Linked DNA regions of Mus musculus: region 1 is linked to region 2. Evidence: chromatin contacts called from public HiChIP or PLAC-seq data. All regions are on one chromosome and are shown on one strand. The core of a region is the stretch at or near the end of the contact, and the rest is flanking DNA. Distances in the headings are between cores, read along the strand shown. Region 1 has its middle 2.7 kb from the start of Gm52627. Region 2 overlaps Pip5k1a (phosphatidylinositol-4-phosphate 5-kinase, type 1 alpha).

Evidence for each region. HiChIP or PLAC-seq counts read pairs in DNA pulled down with a chosen protein or histone mark.
Region 1: an HNF4G HiChIP or PLAC-seq map of pancreatic cancer cells shows a contact between it and region 2. The contact joins two enhancer-like sites. A contact is called at or near these places in 1 of 115 datasets of contacts at active chromatin or transcription factors (pancreatic cancer cells) and 1 of 9 other capture datasets (adipose tissue).

The regions. Positions count from the first base shown.
Region 1 is chr3:95,667,079-95,671,897 of GRCm38.p6, forward strand. No RefSeq gene overlaps it. Among named protein-coding and RNA genes, the nearest start is that of Gm52627, 2.7 kb to the right of the region's middle. Within about 2 kb of position 1,658, at least 258 of the 459 cell types and tissues checked have an H3K27ac peak or open chromatin away from gene starts, as enhancers often do. A contact at or near this core is called in adipose tissue and pancreatic cancer cells, where this site is marked.
Region 2 is chr3:95,064,523-95,069,394 of GRCm38.p6, forward strand. It overlaps Pip5k1a (phosphatidylinositol-4-phosphate 5-kinase, type 1 alpha), which reads right to left. Exons shown (of 15, transcript NM_008847.3): 8 at 3,539-3,744; 9 at 2,860-2,943; 10 at 1,290-1,338; 11 at 899-983. Among named protein-coding and RNA genes, the nearest start is that of Gm24920, 24 kb to the right of the region's middle. Within about 2 kb of position 2,234, at least 93 of the 459 cell types and tissues checked have an H3K27ac peak or open chromatin away from gene starts, as enhancers often do. A contact at or near this core is called in adipose tissue and pancreatic cancer cells, where this site is marked.

The DNA.
Region 1 (4,819 bases), core at 408-2,907, 600 kb after region 2:
GGTGTTAGGATTTATGGCATGTGTCACCACACCCTTCTGTCTTTATTTTCGGGACAGGGTCTCAATACATAGCCTTAGTCTGCTTGAAAGTTACTATATAGCCTGACAGTGGTGGCGCACGCCTTTAATCCTGGCACTTGGGAGGCAGAGGCAGGCAGAGTGAGTTCCAGGACAGCCTGGTCTACAGAGTGAGTTCCAGGACAGCCAGGGCTATACAGAGAAACCGTCTCAAAAAAAAAAAAAAAAAAAAAAAGTCACTATATAGACCAGTAGATCATGCTGGTTTTGAACTCCCAGGATCTCTCTCCCAAATGCTGAGATTAAAGGTTCATGGCTTTGTTTATTTTTAAGTACCGGTATGTGAGAGAGAGTGAATGTGGATTGAGTGGGTCGATCCTGAGTGAGGAGCTGGAATCAGGTATTTGTGAGCTGTCTACTTCGCGTACTGGGACACAAACTGGTTTCTGTAAAGAACACCATATGTTTCCTAACTGCTGGGTCCTCACCTACCCAAAAGTCTAGTCTGGAGTTTTACTTTTTCTCCTGGGACCATGACAAATAGTGCTATATATTCTGGCATTTGGCTACACATCAGCTTCGACCTAGCTCCCTGTCAGCTCTATACGTCAGATGGGGAACAACTGACATGACCCCCACGATGTACTGTGGGGGCTGTGATAGTAACATTGATTGACTAGCTGTATTGAGTGCCTTGTCTTACTTGAGACATTCTTGTTCCATGGGCTGAGTCTAGTAAATGCTGGGATTACTGCCACGTCCTTACCTAAGTTTCTGTATGTATAGCCTGTTAGAGTAGAGCTGGATTCTCACAGCTGCTTGGTCCTTCACTGTCCAGACTCTCACAGCCAGGGAAAGCAAGCAGGGTTTTGAGCATAGGACCAAGAGCTCCACTCTGCAAAACAAAATTCAGTAGGAACAACCCCCGAAAGCGACTAAATTCCTGGTGGCTTCTAGTCGTCATTTTGTTCCCGTGGGAGACTCAATTACTGCTCTTCCCATCCTGATTCAGAAAACCAGTTTGCTCTGGCTGCCCAGACTTCCCCCACGGACTGCATTTTTCTTGCCCATGAGCTCATTGTTTTGGCTGCCCTGCCGGTATTAATCACCAAGCCTGTTGGGGAGATCTCAGCTCCTGGTCCCCTGACTGGCTGGGGCAGCATTCCCCATTCAGAATCTCGCCCCAGCCCTCCTGTGCTCACGTGTGTGTGTGTGTGTGTGTGTGTGTGTGTGTGTGTGTGTGTGTGTGTTTATTCAAGTTAGCCTGGGGCAAGGTGTGCTGGGCAAGGGAGCAAGAAAACAGTCCAGGAGAAAGCTTCTAACTGGTTGCAGAAGCTGCGGCTTGGTTGTTTTGTTTTGTTTTTGTTTTTTTCGAGACAGGGTTTCTCTGTGTAGACCAGGCTGGTCTCGAACTCAGAAATCTGCCTGCCTCTGCCTCCCGAGTGCTGGGATTAAAGGCGTGCGCCACCACTGCCTGACTGCAGCTTTTTTTAAAAAAAGAAAAAAACATGGTTTGCTGTGTGTACTGGGTGGGCCTCAAACTTGCAGCAGTCTCCTGCCTTAGCCACCACCGCTTGCTAGGATTATAAGCATGGGCCAATGTGCCTGGAGCAGTCTCTGCCCTAGAAGTATTGATGGGAGGGAGAGCCAGCTGGGCTGCCACAGAGAAGCAGCTGTTAGGTTTGTGCACATTTCCTGAGGATGGTAGTCTTGTTTACTTCCTTTTGACCCAGAGAAGCCCAGGTCTGAGCCCAGACGCAGCCTGCAGGTGACTGCATACAGAGTGGTGTTTCTCCTAGTGTGGAACATTCTGGATTACTTAGTATGAGCTTGCGAGCTCCTCCTGCCCTTCCGCTCCCGTCTCTTCATTCAAAACAAACAAATCACCATAAGCCATGCTAGTAATTTAAACACATGAGAGACAGACACAAAAGGATTGCCTCCAGTTTCAGGCCAGCCTGGGCTACAAAAAGAAAATTCCAAAGAAAATAAGATGAAACAAAATTTAAAACAACGAACAAACACAGAGGCTGTGGGAAGTGACGTGTTCTCATTTCTCAGAAATCCCTCATGAAGCAGTGAAACAGAAACAGGGAAACAACTGTGTTGAAATGAGGGTGTGTGTGTGTGTGTGTGTGTGTGTGTGTGTGTGTGTGTGTCTGTCTCTGTGTGTGATGTGGATTGGTTTGAATTTTGTTTTGTTTTGTCCTGGGCATCCACTTGGGCACACAAAAGACCAACTCTCCCAACAGCTACTCTGAGGAACACCTTGGTAATGCTGAATTCTGGGGAGCCCTTCTTGCTCGCCAGCTTCCCCTCCTCCACATTTGGTGGTTGAAGCCTGGTCTCTCTCTTCCTTTCTGTGTTGTGACCTATACAGAGCAGAAGCTGGCTATGGTGGTGTCAGCTTTCGTGAGAGAAATACGCCACAAGTGCTGGTGCTTGGGAGGCAGAGGCAAGTGGAGCTCTGACTTGGAGGCCAGCCTGGTCTACAGAGTGAGACCCTGCCTTAAAAAAAGAAAAGAATTTGGGCTGGAGTGGGCTCAGTGGTTAAGAGCTCTTCCAAAGGACCTAGATTGAATTCCCAGCACCACATGGCAGCCCACACTGTCTGTAACTCCACAGGTCCATTACCTTTACACAGACATACATGCAGACAAAACACAAGTGCACCTTAAAAATTGGGGTGCAGGGGCTAGAGAGTTGGTTAAGAGTTAAGAATGTTAGATGTTGCCAGGCAGTGGTGGCGCACACCTTTAATCCCAGCACTTAGGAGGCAGAGGCAGGCAGATTTCTGAGTTTGAGGCCAGCCTGGTCTACAGAGTGAGTTCCAGGACAGCCAGGACTTCACAGAGAAACCCTGCCTTGGAAAAACAACAACAACAACAACAACAAAAGATTGTTGCATGTTTTTGCAGAGGACCATAGTTCAGTTCAGAGCACCCATGCAGAGTGGCTTACAACTGGCTGTAGCTCCAGCTTTGGGGACACAAAGCTCTCTTCTGGCCTTTGCAGACACCTGTGTATACACGTGTGCATGAACACATAAACATAAATAATTTTTAAAAAAGAAACTGCTTAGAGAGTTAAAAGAGAATGTATCGATGTCAAGGGAAAGAAAAACTTATGGCATAAGAATTTGACAAAATGGAACAACAATATGAACTAACCAGTACCCGGGAGCTCTTGTCTTTAGCTGCATATGTATCAAAAGATGGCCTAGTCGGCCATCACTGCAAAGAGAGGCCCATTGGACTTGCAAACTTTATATGCCCCAGTACAGGGGAACGCCAGGGCCAAAAAGGGGGAGTGGGTGGGTAGGGGATTGGGGGGGTGGGTATGGGGGACCTTTGGGATAGCATTGAAAATGTAAATGAGGAAAATACCTAATTAAAAAAAAAAAAAGAATTTGACAAAAGGGGTCACTCAGTGGTTAAAAGGGCACTGACTGCTCTTCTGAAGGTCCTGAGTTCAATTCCTTGCAACCACATGGTGGCTCACAGCCATCTGTAATGGGATCGGATGCCCTCTGCTGGTGTGTCTGAAAACAGCTACAGTGATTCATATACATAAATTAATTAATTAATCTTTTTTTTTTTTAAAGAGGACTTTGACAAGGATAGTCACCAGTGGCTGAGCACACCATGCCTTAGTCCAGTGCTGGCGCGGCTCTGAGTTTGAGCATGTCAGGGCTACACAGAGACCCCTGTCCTGGGGAGGGGAAAAAGCTATTTTATAGCTTTTAAAAGAGCACATTGAGATAACTCACAAAGTCAAATTTATTCTGGGAAAAGTTGGACTCCCTAATTTATTTTTTTGTTGTATAGAATAGAGTTTATTCAGGGCATGGGGAGGGGAGTGAAGAGGGTAGTAGAGGCAGAGAAGTAGAGGCCAGTTATGACCACATTGGTGGGGGGGAAGCAAGGGGTCAAAAGGCAAGAGGGAGGCGAGAGTAAGAGTGGATTCCCTGACTCTTACAATAACCTTGAATTCTGATATTTAGCCTGCCCCCATCTCCGAAGCCCTCGAACCACAGGCATGCACCACGAGCAAACACCTGGCTTGCATTATTTATTTAAGTTTTATTTTTTGGTTTTTCGAGACAGGGTTTCTCTGTGTAGCTTTCACTGTCTTGGAACTCTGTAGACCAGGCTGCTCTTGAACTCTCAGAGATCTGCCTGCCTCTGCCTCCTTAGTGCTGGGATTAAAGGCGTGCACCACATGGCTTCATTTTTTAATTCCATTTACTTTGTCTGTATCTATGAGAACACCTGTGTGCCTTCAGGAGACTGCTCTCTCCTACCCTGTGAGATCCAGGAATCAAGTGCCAGTGGTCGTTGCCTGGCAACTAGCACCTTCACTAATCGAACTACCTGGCCAGGAGCAGGGAGTATGGGAGAGGCACAGGTGTGAGGTTGAACGATCACTTGGACGAGTTAGTCCCAGGATCCATGTCAGGGCACTCAGTCTTGGTGCCCAGTGCCTTAATTCAGCTAGCTTGACAGCCTGGCTTGTGTTCTAAAATAGTTAATAAAAATCTGAAAAGTATTTTGTGATGTATTGATGTTTCAGCGTCATAAATCTTGGTGGGAGCACAGCTTTGCCCATTCGTTCCTGTCACTTTACTGTCACTCTTGTTCTACAACACACACAGAATCACAGGGGCTGGAGAAATGGCTCAGGGCTTATAAGCTCTGACTGCTCTTCCAGAGTCCAATTCCCAGCACCCATGTGGAAGCTCACAACTGTCTACAGCTCAGTCCAGGGGATTGGAATACCTCTCAGAGACACCAGTGCACAT
Region 2 (4,872 bases), core at 984-3,483:
TCACCAAGACAGACACCAACACGTACCCAAAGTTGTTCTGGAGCAAAGGTAGAAAAAGGGTTAGTGTAGAAAGAAGGCTTACAAAGTACTACCCAGAGAAGAGGGTCGAGTCACCTCACTTTGCAAAGATGAAAGTGACACACACACAGTGCTCTCTGCTCGGCTCTCACTGATGGAATGCTCTTGTTCTTCATCAGCATCACCCAGTCAACCCTATGGCGACCATGTCTACCCCTTCCTAGCATGCAGCACTGAAATGTCCACTGCTGCTTCACTTTGAAGACAGCTTTCTGCACCTTGTAGCCTGTCTGCAATGTCTAGGTCTTCTTCACATCACTACGGAACAACTCCTGCCTATGGTGAGAGCACAGGAGCAGCGCCTGGAATCTGCCAGTGTCACTAACAGGAAGTCTGAAAACGGAACACTGCGGCACTTCTGGATCGAGAAAGTTGCAGGAATGACTAAAAAACTCCTTCAACAGTCATCAGCGAGGCTTCAACCACTTGGACTAATCTGAAAACGCCTGACACCTGGACGTGGAAGAAAATTATGGCTAACATCCTTGCCAGTCCTTCCTACATAAAAGTCTACTTCTAGGCATCTGATCCTGCGTCACACATAGTCTACATCCACAACTACACCATTTTTTCCAGTCCCACCAATTTCCCAGAAATAGCCCTCACCTCGACGATACATGTAGGGAGAGCCAGGGGGGAGCAGCAACGCGGAAACACTGGGACAGACAGTGACTGACACAAGGACGAGAAGCAGCGCTCACAGGATGTAGGCAGAGCAGGAGAGGCCTCTGGCCTTGGCAGCTCCCTGACAGAGGTGTCTTGCCCCCCATGTCTTGGGGGAAGGGAGCCACTGGGGGATCATCTGGTAGAAGCCACTTACAGGGAATCTTCTTGAACACTGTGTTGCACATGAAACGCTGGAACCGCTCAGCATAGAAGCCTGGACGATGCACTGACACCGTATCCTGTTGAAGAGGAGACATAGCTACAGGCTTAACAGAGGCCCAGCAAAGATACGGCTACAGGGTTAAATAGAGGCCCAGCAGGAAAGAGGCCATGTCTTTTGAATAGGAGACACAACTACAGAGAAAAAGAGGCCCAGCAGAAGGCTGTGTTGTTAAAAAGCTTGTTCTCTTAGATTGAAACCCTACCAGAGGGGTAAAACCCATAAATGAAAAAAAAAAAAAAAAAAAAAGGAAGAAACTGCTGAGGGGACAAATGGCAAAAAATGGAGAAGTGGGAAGAAGGCCTTCAGCTGACATTACACTCACCCCATCATGGACCAGTGCTTTCCAAGAGTGCTCCAACTTCTTAACAAACCTGCCAAGAAAAATGTGTATCACACACTGGTTTTTTATGTGAAAGACTATAATAATTATTTATTTTAGAGACCTTAAAAAGACCATGATAACAGAAAACCTTCAACAGATAAACACATCCACTGTATATATAGGCTTTCAAGAGAACTGGCAAGGTAGTACTTAGTCCACAGAGACCAATGCTGCTTCTAGCTAAGTCAATGATTCTGCCAGGGGGAAGGGCAGCTTCTAATTCCCTGACGAGTCAGGGAAAACTAGCAAATGTCTGAGGCCCTGGGTTCAACTGCTAGAGAAGGCTGAGTAAGCACAGGGACACACGCCTGTCACCAAGCACACCATGAGCTCCAGCTCTGCCAGAGCTACAATGGGAGACCTTGTCTAAAAAACAAAAACAAAACCAGGACAAACCACAAACCAAGAGAGAAAAGGCAGCTGGAGGAACAGGCGGAAAAAGCTGGGAAAGTATAGCCACACTTGCGTAAGAGGTCTGGTGAGATGGCTCAGTGGGTAAAGGCGCTTGCCACCAAGTCTGATGACCTGAACCAATCCCCACAGCTGTCCTCTGACCTCCACGTGCTGGCTATAGTATAAATGTTCACAAACATATACAATAAGCAAATAAATGTAAAAAAAAGTTTTAGTTAGATAATAATCAGTAAATTAAATATTAAAGATTCGGTCTGCGTCAGTACTGAAAATGTGTTCGGAATAGAACAGAGCCTAGCATTTCCAGCTCCTCCTCCCAGCACGTCACAGCCGCTATCTTCCACAGGCGGTTTTCACATAACACAGATCTCATTTTCCTGTGGAAACGAGAATGTGCCTCTAGCTATCTCCTTATGTGGAGCATGACTCAGCCCAAAGGTTTCTCCCGAAAGTCAAGGCAGAGGGAGTGCTCCACCCTGTGCTCCTGAGGACAGACCAAGCATTCCACAGAGGACACGTCATGCCGAAGAGGAATAAACCCACCTAAAATCCATGGGTCACCAGACCGTGACTCAGGGTTCTTGCATCATGAGGAACTTTATAAAGAAGTACGTGGGGAGCTGGGTGTGGTGGCGCATGCCTTTGATCCCAGCACTTGGGAGGCAGAGGCAGGCGATTTCTGAGTTCAAGGCCAGCCTGGTCTACAGAGTGAGTACCAGGACTGGAGAGGTGGCTCAGCAGTTAAGAGCACTTGCTGCTCTTGAAGAGAGAGGATCTAGGTCAGTTCCCAGCACCCACAGGTAGCTCACAGCCACCTTTACTCCAGTCCTAGGGGATTCAACACCTTTCTCTACACGCCACAAGCACCAGACATTAGAGTGGTACATATATATATATATATACATACATACATACACACACACACACATATATATATATATATATATATATATATATATATATATATATATATATATATAGGCAAAATGCAAAACATATTCCCAAAATGAAAAAAATAAATAAATCAATAAAAGGAAAAGCCGTGAGTGGCTAGCCATGTCCTCTCTGTCCTAATCTGTGACCCACATGCCCTCACCTGTAGGACTGAAGAATATCAATGATGCCAATATAAAGCAGGAGCCTTTCTCCTTTGTTATTCCGGGCAGGGATGCCACCCATGCTGGAGAAGCAAAGGAAAAGAGTTAGAAAAATGTGTTTACTACAGGGAGAGACTTCTAACGTCAGCCGAATCTGGACATGGAGCTAAGAACTAAACAGCTGCCTCATCCCCCAGACTATGCCCCTCTGAGCATGCATAGAACCTCCTGTACTTCTCCCACAGAGCTCCATCAAGACTAAAATCACCACTACACAGCAATTTTGGAGCAGTCCCCCTATAAAAGCAAACATGCTGTTACTTGGGTATCTTAATTTGTCCCCATTAAGACACTTTCCTTGGCAGTCATGTTGTAAGACATCTAAAACATGAAACCATCTGAAACTTTTAGTAACTGTAACCACTGGACAAACCCAAGACAGTGAGAGAGAGGCCTTTGGCAGGAAAGCCTGTGATATGCCGTAATACAACTGAATGAGATGTATAGTGCGCACCTAAGCTTCTAGATCTAAACAACACTCTCAATCTTTTCATCCTAGAGAGCTCTCCCCAGTGCACTACAAACTTGGACACTTTTTTTCCCTCTTCTATTCTTTTAAAGTCAATGGCTCCATGAGCATCAGTGCTGTGAGCAGCTGCTGCTTCCAAGCCCACTCACTGGTCCTCAGTCTCCACAGTGCCGCCCCGTCGAGCCTCGCCCTGGATGGATTCCATAGCTGTGGAATAGAGCGCCTTCTGTGGGGCTGGTCTGCGCGTGTCAGCCGAGTACTGTGTGTCATTGCTCGTGGGCTCCCTCTGTGCATGGTCCATGTTGTGGATGGACATCAACAGGCTGTAGTCCATTATCTTGAAGCTCTGCAGCACCTAATGGGGAGAAAGGACACTGTCAACATTTGGGAGCTGTCAGACTTCTTCAGGTTTTCACTGACTTCATCTCTCTTTTTACTCTGGTAGGTCTTTATTTATAGTCCTTTCCTTACCTTTCTCCCATTTGAATAATAGATGATGATGATAATAATAATAATAATGTCTCACCAAGTTCCCCATGGTATCCTTAAACTTGTGGTTCTTTTGCCTAAGCCTCCAAGTAATTGGAATTATAGGCCCAAGCTACCAGAGTAGGTAATGCGACTTTTTTGTTTGTTTTTTGAGACAGGGTTTCTCTGTATAGCCCTGGCTGTCCTGGAACTCACTTTGTAGACCAGGCTGGCCTCGAACTCAGAAATCCGCCTGCCTCTGCCTCCCGAGTGCTGGGATTAAAGGCATGTGCCACCATGCTCAGTTGCAACTTATTTTTTAGAGTTCATTTTGTCACTTATGAAAAGAACACTAAGGGGCTGGAGCGATGGCTCGGTGGTTAGGAGTAGTGACTGCTATTCAAGAGATCCTGAGTTCAATTCCCAGCAACCATGTGGTGCTTCACAACCATCTGTAATGGGATCTGATGCCCTCTTCTGGTGTGTCTGAAGACAGCTATAGTGTGCTCATATATATTAAATAAATAAATAAATGTTAAAAAAAAAGATAAAAATGAACAGAACACTGTCTTTTTCAAGGTACACGGACTATATACCCAAACTGTGGCAAACATCTGTAACAACAGGTTGGAGATGTAACTCAGACAGTGGAGTGGTTGCCTGGATGGTTGGAAATCCAAGCTCCATTCCCAGCACTACATAAACTGAGCATGGTGACATAAGATGAAGGAAGGAGCAAGAATCAAGGTCATTCTTAGCTACATAGGGAGAAGAGGGATAGCTTCGGTTACCTGAGTCCCAATCTCAAAAGGGGGGGGAAGGGAGTAGACTGTGACAGATCTGGGTCAGAAAAGATGTGTGGTACGACTTTCTATAATCAGTTTCAATTTAGTTCAACACTTACTGAATACAAATGTAAAAATAACTGCAATACAGTACAGTAAAACAGAACAAATATTTATATAAAAGACCATAGAGAAGGCTAAAAAAGATCACTGAAATAGGCTCACAAACA